Regions from separate parts of the Anser cygnoides genome. Here region 1 is linked to region 2. A link is a contact called in public Hi-C data. All regions are on one chromosome and are shown on one strand. Each heading gives the region's core, a stretch centred on a gene start, on an enhancer-like site or on the middle of the called end of the contact. The rest is flanking DNA. Distances are from core to core; before and after follow the strand shown.

Evidence for each region. Hi-C and Micro-C count contacts between places; a contact is called where the count stands out from the background.
Region 1: a Hi-C map of liver shows a contact between it and region 2, with 3 times the contacts expected there. The contact joins the promoter of ST3GAL5 here to the enhancer-like site in region 2. A contact is called at or near these places in 2 of 7 Hi-C or Micro-C datasets (both in liver).

The regions. Positions count from the first base shown.
Region 1 is chr4:6,383,521-6,390,338 of Taihu_goose_T2T_genome, reverse strand. ST3GAL5 (ST3 beta-galactoside alpha-2,3-sialyltransferase 5) reads right to left here and starts at 3,634. Exons shown (of 7, transcript XM_066995575.1): 1 at 3,481-3,634.
Region 2 is chr4:6,343,371-6,350,191 of Taihu_goose_T2T_genome, reverse strand. It overlaps POLR1A (RNA polymerase I subunit A), which reads right to left. Exons shown (of 34, transcript XM_048047789.2): 29 at 6,169-6,282; 30 at 5,005-5,289; 31 at 4,396-4,596; 32 at 3,507-3,624; 33 at 2,149-2,313. Among named protein-coding and RNA genes, the nearest start is that of POLR1A, 29 kb to the right of the region's middle. Within about 2 kb of position 3,336, at least 2 of the 3 cell types and tissues checked have open chromatin away from gene starts, as enhancers often do. A contact at or near this core is called in liver, where this site is marked.

The DNA.
Region 1 (6,818 bases), core at 2,385-4,884, 40 kb before region 2:
CCTATCTCAGGTACTCCGAAGTAAGTGACAGCAAATTATCTCCAACACAAACACAAGAATTAACAAGATGTCCTTGCAATGCCTACGGAGGCAACCGGTGCTCTGTGACAGAAGAAAACTGCCTGAATTTGGATTTTTTCTGACTCTCAAATGAGCTACACAAAAGGACAGCGTTCCAGCCAAACAGGAACCAACAGGTGAGTCAAAGAACTGCTGTTGTGAACAGTGTGGTATTAAAAAGATAGATTTCTTTCCTGCAAAGGAAACTTTTGAGCTTCCCCCTCCCTTTTTTAATTTAAACAAAATTTAAAAAAAGAATGCAGCCAGCAAATGGCAGTTTTTCGTTGTATAGGTTACCAGCGTAAGAAACGGTAGCCTGTCTGCACAGGATGTTCAGAACCCGAGGTCAGGCGCTCCTCTGAACTTGAGCCGAAGCAGGGCAACGTGCACAAAGAGCAAAGCGGAGTGTCCCCAGCCAGCACTCAGCCACCCCTCCCAGGCACATCTCGCACGCTCCTTTCTGCCACGCGTTCTCCTCTCCGAACCGCAAGCCCTACATCTGCGCGAGCACCAGCCGGTGCTTTGTGGACGAGCTCAGCAGCCCAGAGGGGAGGAAGAGAGCACGGCGCATCGGCACGGCACCCACCCCTAGCCGCGCAAGTTCATCTCGCTCAGTGGAAGGTATTTCTGAGCCCCTGCAAGGAAGCCAAAACAAACGAGATCTTTCCCCTTACATGGGAAGCTCGGAGAATAAATCATCCCTAGAAGAAACGGTCAGAAAAGACAGGGCATAGCATTAATCTTTACTGGGCTAAGGAAACATGCCAGCAGACTTCCACGGCCAAGATGTTTCATATTACATCTGAATTATGCAGCAGAATAGCACCGAACAACTAGTAATTATGGAGCAATGTTAATGGTACAGCAGCATTTTTACCACAGTATCATCTAACACCCTAAGAGATCATGGCAAAACTCACACTTGAGGCTATACAAGCAGAAGAGTCCATGCCAGACGTGTCCCGTGAAGAAAAGGCTTAAAATTAATTGCAATATAGAAAAAAAAGTTGCTAGAATCAATTTTAGTGGCTAACTTCTGAAGTCAAACCTTCAGGACTTAACAGGTTGCAGAGCGAGCAGGGAATGATGAGCTGCTCCCAAGGAGAACCGAGGGCTCAACTTTTTTAGCTTCACACAACAGGTTATGAGTTCGTCTTTAGATACACCAAGCACGTAAACACCAAAGAGGAAAACAAATCAAACACCAGGAGAATATCAGCACGCAGGAAAAACTGGTCATAAATATATACGGACTAGGAGCATAGGACTCCTGGGCAGCAGAGGAATAATCTTCCCTTAGTCCTATTGGAAGGCAAGAGCCTATGAGACGTTTTAAGAAAGTCCTTAATAATTCATGAACGACCTCACGAGAGAGTTGCCTGCAGCAGGGGAGACATCTCTGTCATCAGGCCCTTCATCTGAATCAGCGCTGTGCGGTTTCAAGGCATCGGATGCACCCGCTGCAGGTGCTTTAAGCTGCTGTGTTTGATCAAGTTTTGTCCAGACTCGCCTGTAATGTGAAAATCACTCTACGACAAATTTCAAGTATTGGTTGAGTCTTGTTCAATAACTTCGCCTTGATCAAAGCTCAAGACCTTCTTAAGTTTTCCAGGATTTCTTCCTCAAGCAAAACAACCTTCACATCAAATACCAGAGCTCTGCAGCAATCTTAGCATGTAACAGCCCTTTCCACATCTCTCATCTCCAGATACCCGTAAAACAAACAAAATTAAACATTTTCCCGTTTTCCTCGCTGAAAGGAAGTTGCTGCTACCACGCTCTCTTTTCCTACATCCTGCCCCTGTCTGTCAACCATTTGGCTGACTTAATCGCGCTCCACAGAAGGACAGAGGTTACGTCCCCAGCAGCTCCAGGAAACCACAGCCCAGGTGAGCCTGTTCCTCACCAGCCCAAAGGAAGCGGCCAAAGCACCAAACCATTCACACACGCTCTAACTCCTCAGCTGCATTTTGACCTTTCAGTCAAATTCCCTGATTTTGCTGCCTCAGCAGAGGGGTCGGCAGACAGCTCAAGGCTTCCTGGCGCTTGAGCTAGGAGGGAGATAGCAACCTTGCTGCAGCAAAACGGAGTAACGCACGGTCTGCGGGGAACCGGCGCGCACGTCTAAGCCAGGCGCTGCGTCTGAACGGCCCCACCGTAAGCTGGGTTTAAAAATCCACATCCACTTTAGACACATAAACATATATCCACACAAGAGCATTTACCTCAAAAAGCTGTCTTCAGGACAAAAAGAAATACGCATCTGTATTTTCCCTTAATCTCCGAGTTACGGCAAAGCCAGCCGTGGGAAAGCCATTTACCCCCACCGATTTTATGAACATTTCCCATTAATTTCCATAACTAAAGAAAGACGTACAATAATCAACTCTCCTCCATCACCCTTGTATTTCGATCTTATCTACCAAAATAGAAAGAAACAAACCAACTCAGCACGAGAACTCCTCTCCCTGAGCAGCGCTGAAGAAGACAGGAAGGTTTTGGCAGCGACACCAGAAATAATTGCTGGTTTGCCTCCCGATCGCTCCAGCGCGGAGGAAAAAAATGAAAATCACCCGCAAAAACACCATCGCAAGCCACAGGCAAGCAGAAGCCTATACGCTTTATTTCGGCAGAATGACTCCAAACAGCCCCAGCCGCATTCCTGGCGCTGGGAAGAGGCCCGAGATGGTGTAAAGCTGGGGAATACCTGCATCTCCGCGCCTTCCCCGGGGGCCAGCTCTCCGAAGCCAGGGCTGCCGCGGGGCCAGCTTTAAATAGGGGGCAGGGAAGGGGATGAGACAGGGGCAGGGAAGGGGCTGAAATAGGGGCAGGGACGGGGAGGGAAGGGGGCAGGAGGGAGGGAAGGGGGCGGCGGCACGGCGCTCCCCCGGCGCTGCGAGGCCTCTCCTCGCCCAGCCCTGACCCCCCCGGCAGGGCCCCGCACCTGGCGTGGTGGAAGCGACCCCACCCTCAAAAATAATAATAAAAAATAAAAATTTAAATTTAAAAAAAAAAAAAACAACACCACAGAGAGATCGGAGCCTTCACGCCTCGGCGGGCACCGCGGGGGAGGAGGGCAGCGCCTGTGAGGGGAAAGCAGCCCTCTGAGGGAAAACGCCCCCCTCTCTGAGGGAAAAAGCCCCCCCTTCTGAGGGAAAAAGCCCTTCTCTGAGGGAAAAAGACCCCCGTCTGAGGGAATAAACCCCTCCCTGAGGGAATAAACCCGCTCTTTGAGGGAATAAGCCCCCCCTCTGAGAGAAAAAGCCCCCTTCTGAGGTAAAAGACCCCCTCTCTGAGGCAATAAACCCCCCTCCGAGCCACGCAGCGCCCCAAACCCCTGAAACCGCCTCTATTTCCCCCCCATCAAAGCCCCCTCCCGCCTCCCCGCTCCCCCATACCCGCCTCGCCGCCCCTACCCACCTGCGCTGGGCTCGGCCCGGGCGCCCTGCCTCCGCATCGGGGCGGGCGGCGCGGCCCCGCCGCAGGTAACGGCCCCGCCGGGGGCAGCGGCGGCGGCGGCGGCGGCACGTGGCGGAGCGCAGCCAATGGGCCCCGCACCGCGGCCGAGGGGCGGGCGGAGGCGGCCGGCGGCGGGGCCTGCGCTCTGCGGCCCTGAGGGGAGCTCTCCGCCCCTGACGGGGGAGCGCTCCGCCGCCCCCTGAGGGGGGCGACGTTTGGGTTGGGTCTGCTCCCCGTTTTAGGGCTTCTTTCTTCCCCTTAACGCCTGTTTCTCCTCTTTTAGGAAATAATAAAATGATAAAAACGCGCGCGTGGGTGGGTGGTTTGTGTGGGTTTTTTTTTTCGCCCTCACGGCCAAGTGCGGGGGCACGTCGTGCCGGCAGAGGACAGCAGCGCCCGGGGCTGGCTCCCCGCTCTCTCTCCCCCTTTGTTTCTCGCTTTTCTACGCAACGTTTTCAGCCTTCTTCTGTTGGGAAGCCGAGGGGAATTGAGAGATCTGCTCACCGAAATCATGAAATTTTAATTGCTTTTGTTTGGCTCCGTAATCCCCACGCCTCGGGTGCGTGAAGGTTTTCAGCCCTCCCCCTGCAGTTGCTAGGGACCTTTTATTTTCAACAAGAGTCGCATAAACCCTGCCACAGGCAGCGTAAAAATGCACCTGATTCAGTGGTACACTGCAGGCATCCAGCGGGTGCTTAACCTACAAGAGAGGAGAAGCCACCCTGCAGCCCCATCTGACGTTACCATGGCACTATCAGTAACACCGTGAGCCACAAGGAAAAAAAAAAAAAAAAGGAAAAGAAATGATCTGGGGAAAAAAAAATAAAACAAAACACTGGAGCGAAGCTAAATAGGCTGTGCACCAGCTGTGGGCAAGAGCTGATTAAGCAAGGAAACAGGTTAAACCATTACAGATCGTGCTAGCTAGGAGCTTCTCTTTTTGATAGCGTGCTTATCGCTGTGGTGTCTAAAAAAAATTTTTAAAAATTATCCCCAAATCTCGAGGATTACTGCAAAACAGGAACAACGATCGTGGCTGGGGCAGCCACTGGTCTCCGAGCAGCAGTGTTGTGGCGTAGGGCGCCCAGCGGGCCGATGTGCCGGCCCTCAGGCAAAGGGGGAACGTCTGTCCATGGGGGTGACCTCCCCTTTCCAAAACATTCTTCGGAAGGCTCCTGGAGCAGTCCCGCACGCAAAATGGAGCCGTGGAGGGGGTGTCGGGAGAGCGGGGTGGCATCCTGCATCGGCCGAGGGTTATTGGAGGGATCAGAGGAGGGACGGGGGTATCGGGTGGGTGGAGATCGGCGACAGGCAACCGGAGGGGGGAAATTGCACTCATGTGGTGTTTCCTCTGGGGTGTATGGGATTAGCGGTGTCCCAAAGCAGGAAGACTAAAATTCTTTGAAACTGTAAGCTTAACGTAAATGCAGAAGCACTTTTTCACTGTATGTTGGCTTCTCCTTTACAGCTCTTGCTGAACTGTGTCGCTTGATCTCTACAACAGATACTACATCGCTTTTGTGTTCTGTTGGCTGTTGGTGTTAGATTTATAGTCAGGACAGATTCTTGATCACTGCGTGTACAATTCTAGGAAAATATATGTTTCACACACACACAAAAAAAAAAATCCTTCTCCATTTTTTCAGCCGTTGCCATAACCAAACACAGAAGATTCGTTGGGATCAGCTTTTATCTCTGCTCCTCTGTGACTGCAAGGAACCATTCATTGCTTCAGACTTACAGATGAAGCCAGAAGATGCAAATAAAGACCCCGACTGTGCAGCCAGGCATGCCCCAGGGTGTCACAGGGCCCGTCACATCAGGCTTCGGCCGGGAAACAACCAGGCTTTGCAAGCAGCTTCGAAGAAGAGCAGCCGCAACAAAGATGCATTATGTTCTTCCTTTCTCAGAAAACTGCAGGAGTGATCTCAGTGGATCGGCGGTGTGCACGTAGCTCAAACTGTGGGGCCATGCTGGGAGAGTAGACGGGGGAGAGATGGGCAGAATCTCATCAGACATTATAATAGGACTATTCCCATGATCTCTGAGATCTGTGGTTACAGACATAGCGATGCTCAGAGACATTTAGATGCTTAAACATATAGGTAGGCATGGAAAGGGAGTTTTAAGTGCATCTGGTCAATTCTTTGCTGAATCAATGGGAGTTAGGCACCAGAGCACTTCTGAAAGCCTCACAATTTGTTTGTCCTCAATATCTTTATTTAAACAACCCTGAGAGCACCATCCCTTTGACATACGCATCATCTGCTCAAAGAAAATTATTTATTTGGGTCTGGTTTTAGGTTTGTGCTCTTGTGTTATTTTCCAAGTTTTGTGTTTGTCATTTGTTTGTTTGTTTGTTTAATTGCCTTCTTACTCCACCTGGATTGCTATTTTAACTGCCTGCTGGGTGAGTTTCTGCCTAACAATTTCTGTAAAATTTCCTGTAGTGTAACTAGGACCTTGGAAACCTTTTGGTTTTTAATGGTGAATCAAAGATCTCAGCTCTGGGCATAATTAGATCCACACCAAGACCTGTTTTCAGGTTTAATGGTCAATTTTGCCCTCTAGGAAAGAGTCTGAATCATGGATTCTGCTGTCTACCACGTCCTAGCTGTCTTACTGGGATTGGGTGGGGTAAGGTAAATGATGCTCCATTTAAGTAAATGGCTCTCTCTTATTACCAGCCTTTGTAATTATTTCTGTGGCACAGTCTAATGGTTTTATTAAGCTGTGTTATGCTTTAATGTTTATTCTGATTGATGATTGAATTACAGAATAGTGGCACTGCTGTTGTACTAGAGAAGAAATGCTTAGACAGCCATGCTGTATTTCACAGGAAAAGCATTTTCTCAACAGAGGGCTTCTGTAACTAGGTGCTTTTTGCTATAAAAGCAGGCTGCATTTTCCACAGTAATTTAAAAAGGTGACGTTTCTCCTGTTGTTACACATAAATTGTATAGCTAGAACAGTGCATCTAATGACATTAGTCATCTGTATAGCTGGAATCTGTCCAATTTACATGGAAGACAAAAGCAAAATCACATAGATATTTATTATCTTCACGTCCTATATGACACTCATGCCTGGAAGATGATGTTGTCTGATACTGTTGATGGAAGATGCTTAACACCAGCACAAAGAAGTTGAAATATATTCCAGAAATGGTTAAGGAGAGAGGCATGGAGAGAGGAATCAACCATAGAAGCCCACACACCTTAGCTATGCTAATAGAGGACCAATTACCAGAAAAATTATGCAGTACGCCTATATCCCGTGGACAGCATGTAAAACTATGG
Region 2 (6,821 bases), core at 2,087-4,586:
GGATTTTAAACCCTTCTGACAAGATACGAAGAGAACTTTTCACTGGAGAGACATTCCCTGAATTCCTTTGATTTTGTGGTTACTCATTGTAGCGAAATACTGTCACAGAAATTTGGAAGCTCTCCAGATGACACGGCTGGTCAATGCTTGCTGCATTTTGCTTTCACTGTTGTTTTTTTTTATTATTATTATTTATTTATTTATTTATAAGCAACCAGGCTGGTTTGCATTCATCCTAAATATCAGCAAGCTGCGATTTTTTTAGTAAAGTATGTTGGAAAATTGGTTAAAAAAAACAACTGTTAAACTCTTGGGGTCATCTTTATTCTACTATGAACTAACTTTTTATTATACAGAGGATGCAGGGGAAGGTGCTGGGCCACAGCAGCGTATGGTGTGTGCTTGCTGCTTGGATCTCAGCTACAGCTGTACAAGTAAACCGCTGCTCCTAAATGTGTGCCAACTGAGAAAAGGGGAAAAAAAAAAAAAGGTTCTTTGTTAGGTCAAAGGCGTAACTGTCCTGTTCGCTCACGTGACGTTCACAAAGAGTTATTCTCTGAGCAAACAGCCAGAAGGATCTCGCTTCCGATGCAGATGTGCTCTTGCACCAAATCCTGATCAGCAATCTGCTGGGTCACACCTGAGCTCTCGCGGCACTTCCTGCTCTGTTAGCAGTGCCCCGTGGTCGCAGCCCTTCCTATTTCTGTCTTACTGATTCAGGCCGTAAGTAGGCACAGTATCTATTTAAATGTACACTCGAGATATCAGCTGCATTAAAGCAAATTAGATCCAGACTGCTGTAATCCACATTATGACTTGGTTTCCATCTTGGGGAAATCAATAAATCCCTGCACTTGCAACCAGTGCGGCTTTCCTGCAAATTCACCATGCCCTTCTGTTAGCATGCACTTTGTGTCTTTATTTGTAATATTATCCGTAAATGTAATCATGTTTCACCTGACAAAAACTTTATCTTATTTCTAAGTCAACATGTGCTACGATGTATATCCTGAGAAAGCGACTGTGCAAGAATCTTCCTCTTCTGCTCCATTTCTCTCCAAATTTACGCCTTTCCTTTCTGATTTTCAGATGATTTCTAAGTCACTTGTAACCAATACTATTCAGTAAAACCCAAGTTACCTTCCCAGACAAGGTGCAAAACAGCATTAAGAGAAAGGAATTAAGTGACAAAGTTTCCCTCCCTGACATCTGTGCCAGGCAGCTTAAGACACTAGCTGAAGAGACCGTGTTGACAGCTTTTCCCATTTGTATTAGGTAACAAAATGGTGACACAGGAGCATCCAAGAAGGAGCATCCAACAGGCAAGTGACAAAAAACAAGAGCAAAAAGGACGTGTAGTTAGTATCCAAAAAATAAGATCAAACTGTTCAGTGACACTTAAAACATAACTTCTTTGGACAGGACCCCAAAATACAGATGGCTAGTGCCATTTAAATGCCCTAAAGGATCCATGCAGATATGTCGTCTGTTGGACAAGGCAGAGAACCCAAGAGATTTGCACAACTTCCAGAATAGCAAATAGGGGCCAGAAAAGGCTACCGTACTCTCGGTTATCCAAAATGGCACCGGAATCCTACCATTAGCCAAATGAATGTGACCCTTTGTCTGTGGTTGGGGGGAGACCCCAAAGACAGTAAAGTTCTACAAAGCAGAAGAAATCCAGAATCAAATTAAGAACCAGGAAGACTGTTCTCACAATAAAACAGCAATTTTAAAGCAGAAGAGATGAAAACGTGGGAGTAATAACAGAGACAGGAAAACCAAGCAGAGATGACAACTTTAATGGTCTAAGCAGAGACAGAAAAAGGCAGATTTAATAGTCTGTTATAAGGCTTTGCTATAACAAACCGTAACAGTTTTAAGGTTTGTTATAAAAAAGCCTATCTAATTCTTAAAGACAGGAATCACAGACCCCACAAATTACATGTGGGAGCTGACTTCATTTAAGCTGACAGAATTTTATTAAAAATGTCTGGAACATTTTCCTAGGCAAGGACTTAATTAAAATGTTAGCCTCTGGCCTTTTTTCTAACACAATTATGCAGTACTTGAAATAGTGGAAATTTATGATGAAAACAAAGCATATGTGAAATTCTGCAGCGATATAGTTCAAACTAAACCACTTACCCATCATGGTTGCTTCCTTCAAGAATTTGTAACTGGTTTCAAACGTCATCTGTTGCAGAGGGGAGGAGCTGGACTGGATTCCAAAGCGATTCAGTGGTTTATAAACTCCTTCAAAACACATGTAATCTGCCACAAGTGAAAGGTGCCGAGGGTCTACCACAATGCCTAAGAACACAGGAAAGAGCAATCATCAGAGCACTCAAGTGCTAAGGTATTCCTGTCTAAAAAAGAAATCTGATCTAAATTAATCCCCTGGATCTAATCAACATGGAGAACATCTCTTTTAACATCCTTATGGCGACTGCAAATCTTTGTATGTAGCTGGTGTGGCTGCTCCCCTCAATTATCCAAGCTGGGCACTCCTCATTTTAATATAAAACAGTACTTCTGCAAGGCAACTAAGATGTCAAGAATGCTGCAACAAGGCAGCGTTTCACTCTACATAAAATCAGTAAGATCTACGTCATTTTTGTTTACATGCATCCAGCCAGTTGTGACAGGACAGAGCTTTTATCTTCTCACTCATGGCCTGTATTAGCTAGGCACTGGAAGCAGCAAGGTTCTGGTATTTTCTGTTTACGACGTTAGGCATCCACAAAAAAAACAGACAAACAAACAAAAACATTCAGTCTAAAAAGAAACAGTACTTATTTTTAAGTAACACTGCGGTGGCAAGTGCGATGGGAGATCATTAACAGTTCTGTCAACATTTACCTACCAGTTCTTGAACAACTTGAAGGTTGGACCATTCTGGGCTGCCAGCCGAAAAATTTGTTGGATGAGACTGGTTGCTAAAACTCCCACTGCATTAATCTTCCCTCTTTTCAAGAGTTTAATTCATAGCGTGACTTAGCTCACTTAAGGCAAATGCAACACGCCAAGCTTTAGCAGCCTAACAAGCCAGGCATCCTCCCTGAACTGGGACTCTCAGTAGTGCAGAGGGACAAACCCTCAGACAATGCAGTATCAATGCAGCTTCTATCATTTTAGGAATTACATACATTTAACTATAAAAGGACCCTAGACTCTTATCGTTAAAAAAGCTAGAATGAGACAAGATTAATCCTATTCTCAGGGCCACTATGCACTGGTCTAACATAGTTAAGGTTCCTCAGATGTTAATAATTAATTCCTCTGGACTTTCCAGCTTGCACAGTAATGGAATAGAAAAAAATCTGTGATGCATGGAAAAAAAACCTTGTCTAGGGCATTTTCTACAGATTAAACAGAACTTGAATAATGAATTCTTCACAGAAGGCACTATAATCATCAGAATGATGAAAAAATGAAGAGACATAACTGTGAGCAATGTGGCAATTATAATAAAGGCCATCTTCAAAGATGCAAACAAAACCTACCATATACAGCAAACACATCTTTTATTTCCTTTATAAGGACCCTCAGGGCAGACTCAATACCGTAATGCTTAGCCATGGCATGAATATCATTGGAATAAAGCCTGTTCAGGTCCAAAATCTGAAAGACAAAAAAAACAAAACACAGATATAAACTAGCACAGTAACTACTCTATTTTTTCCAAGTAGCTTAAGCTAAGCTAAGCAAGCTAACGTAGTTTTTTTCCCTCCACCTTTCATTAGCTTAAACACCACCAAAAGTTGCACAAAAACAAGACAGTAGCTCAGAGCCAAATACAGACAAAAATGACACTGGAGATTTATGTTTAGGCAAGTGATCATTGTGGTTTATACACAGGTCGGAATCAAAATTCAGCACAGAAATAACTGACCTGAGTTTAGAAAACAAACAAACCAACTAACCATTCCTAGCAGCAGAAGGACATGTTGAAGTCTTCCAAGAAATGTAATGCCCAGTCTGTCTCAACCAACCAGAACTCTTAACAAAAGCAGTAGAAAATATGTAGCATAAAACAATCCTCTATTTGTAGAGTTATGGGCTAGATGGCATAACAGAACTATTCATCTCCAAGTACTGCAATTCATTTAGATGGAAGAATTCCCTCAAGTAACATTTATAGAGACAGTTACAAGCATAGTGTGGAATTATCTGTCATTAGATACTGGGCTGCTGCACAAAAAAACAATTTGCAATTTACCCTTGAGAAAAGGCTTCACTGAACTCTGAACGCAGCTGGGGGAAAAAAGGAGAAGGAAGGAAGCCTAAGAGCTGAAAAGGCTACACGTCAACCCTGCTAACACCTATCATCCACCCCCTCTCCGTAGAGCACAGAAGATCACTCCAGTTCAGGATTATAAATAGACTACGTACATCAGAGTATCTGAACAGCTCTGCAAGATTTATCCCTTCAGTATGCAGAATGAGTTCCTTCTCTCCTTGCTTATTGGTACTTTCATTCAACAAGCACCGGGTGATCCCCTTCACTTCATGGATGACCGTGTTTCGTGTCAGAGAGAGAAGCAAAGAGGAGAGATCGAAGTACGCCTTCATCAATGGAAGTGTCAAGGAAACCTAAAAAGAGAAAAAAACAAAAGTGGTGTTTTTCTGTAAAAACGCTTGAGCATTAGGCTCAATAACCTACTTCTTCTTAGGCAAAAAGCAGACAAATAGGATTATCCTAATTGTGTGTTTTAGGAACGTAAATGTCTGACTAGAATTATAGTCATAAATATATTTATTTATAAACAAACATGTCAATTGTCTTTTAAAAAAGTTTCATTGGGGTTTTGAAAGTCAGCTGTAAATAATTGCGTCAAGAAGAACATTTGTGCTGAGGCACGCACTTCCACTCCTCTGTACTAATAGGGGACTGCTGATGAGACAAAACAGCAGCACTCCACTGAAGAGAGCCCTGTTACAAGGGCTACGTGCAACTGTTGTGCAACCACACACAGCTGCTTCCAGGCACCACCAGCTTACCTCACACCAAAGTTCGTTTTCAGTGTCAAACGTGTAATCCTGAATTGACGGGTGACTGTTCAGAACAGCATTTATTCGCATCTCCGCTGACTTGAGTAATAGATTTCTCTCTTTTTTAGTCTGAGACGTAAAGGAAAGATGTTGAGGATCATCACCATCTGCTCCGTTCTGATCTCCTTCCTCAGCACCTTGAGCCCTCTCTTCTTTGTCTGATTCAACCTCTTCATCTTCTGGATTCTCAGCAACGTTTTCTTCCGCATTCTCTTCCTCACTCTCATAATCAACCTAAAAGAAACAATGATGTAATTACGTAGGCCAGAGCACATGCAGAAACAAACACACTATGAAGCAGTTTTATTCATGAATATTCTTGACAGATGAGTTGCAAGTACCTTGCCTATGACACAATGAAAATGTCATCCTGTTACAAAGAGAATACAGCAGGATTCAGTTCAGTCTCTATTTCTCTTGCTGTTATTTCTCGATGCAATCGTGGATGCTATAGCTTATTGCCACTGTGGCAGAATTATTATTATTATTTATTTTTTTAAGCCCCAAAAGGCTCTTCCCATAATCTAGCTTTGATGATTGGAGTCCCTCAGGATTTTACTCTTGCTGAAACTGCAGCTGACCATTCTTTGTACAATAATTATGAAGTAGTAAGCATGGAATGAACACTCACAGCCAGAATATTTATAACAACTACACTGTAGTTTTAAACACAACTAATGACGTGAAAATAGCAAGACATAAGGTTAAGTTGAACTACAGCACAGACAACCTGACGCATCTATCCAATAGCTGAAGAAGGGGGCTTTGAATAAAATCTGAAAGATCTCTTCCATCTCTAACTTGCACAGTTCTTTACTGCTCTTAAAAGAGTAATTAGTAAAATAAGAGTTCTTAAAGAACTACAGGGACCAGGCCCAACCATAATAAGCACATCACCAGAAGTCTCAGCCCACATTTCCTGCTACAGATTTCTCCCCCCATCCAAATTAAAACTGATCAGCACAAACCAATGACTTCCCTAAGCCTTTTACTTTATTATTATTGGCTTTCTTGCTGGCGTTTAGCTTCTATAGACATTATCCTTCTCAAACTCAGACCAAAACAGTGGAAACAGAATTCAAGTGCAGTACTGAGCACCTATGAAATCATTACCTCTTCTTCCTGGTTCTTCCTCCGTTTTGCTTCTGTAGCATCACCATCCCCTTCATCAGCTTCTGCATCAACAATCTTCTCTTCCTCTTCGGGAGCTTCCTGACTATTTTGTGCCTAGAAATCCATAACAGATGAGACAATCAGGCTGACTCTGCGGTAAAGCATGAACTGTATCCAAAGGCTTTAGGCAAACATTCGTAATTTAAAAATCCCCTGTCCATCTTTATGGCAGACATCCCCTGTTCTACCTTTAAGAACAAACTAATTTCTAAAATAACACTACTGTAAAAAACAAACAAAAAACCTCGTATTAGTGATAGCTGTCATGTTAAACCAGAATTTCTACAAAATATATAAGCTATTGCTCTGCTTATATGACAGTCCATATTGGGAAAAGGGTGGCAGAAGGAACATGCAAAAGCTTTTCAACGAATAAAGGACCTTCCCCCAAAGGTTTTGACAGGCAGTGCTGTGAAAGGATCTTGTTCTGATGGCAGAGAGTGCTAAGTTTTTATCTCAGTGCAACTAAAACAAGTATTATCACATGCTGAGAATGTGTAAGTAAATTAGGATTATATGAAACGACTATTTCCTTGTTAATTTGATAAGGATACAAAGAGAATTTATACATAAAGAAACTGATTAAGAAGTAA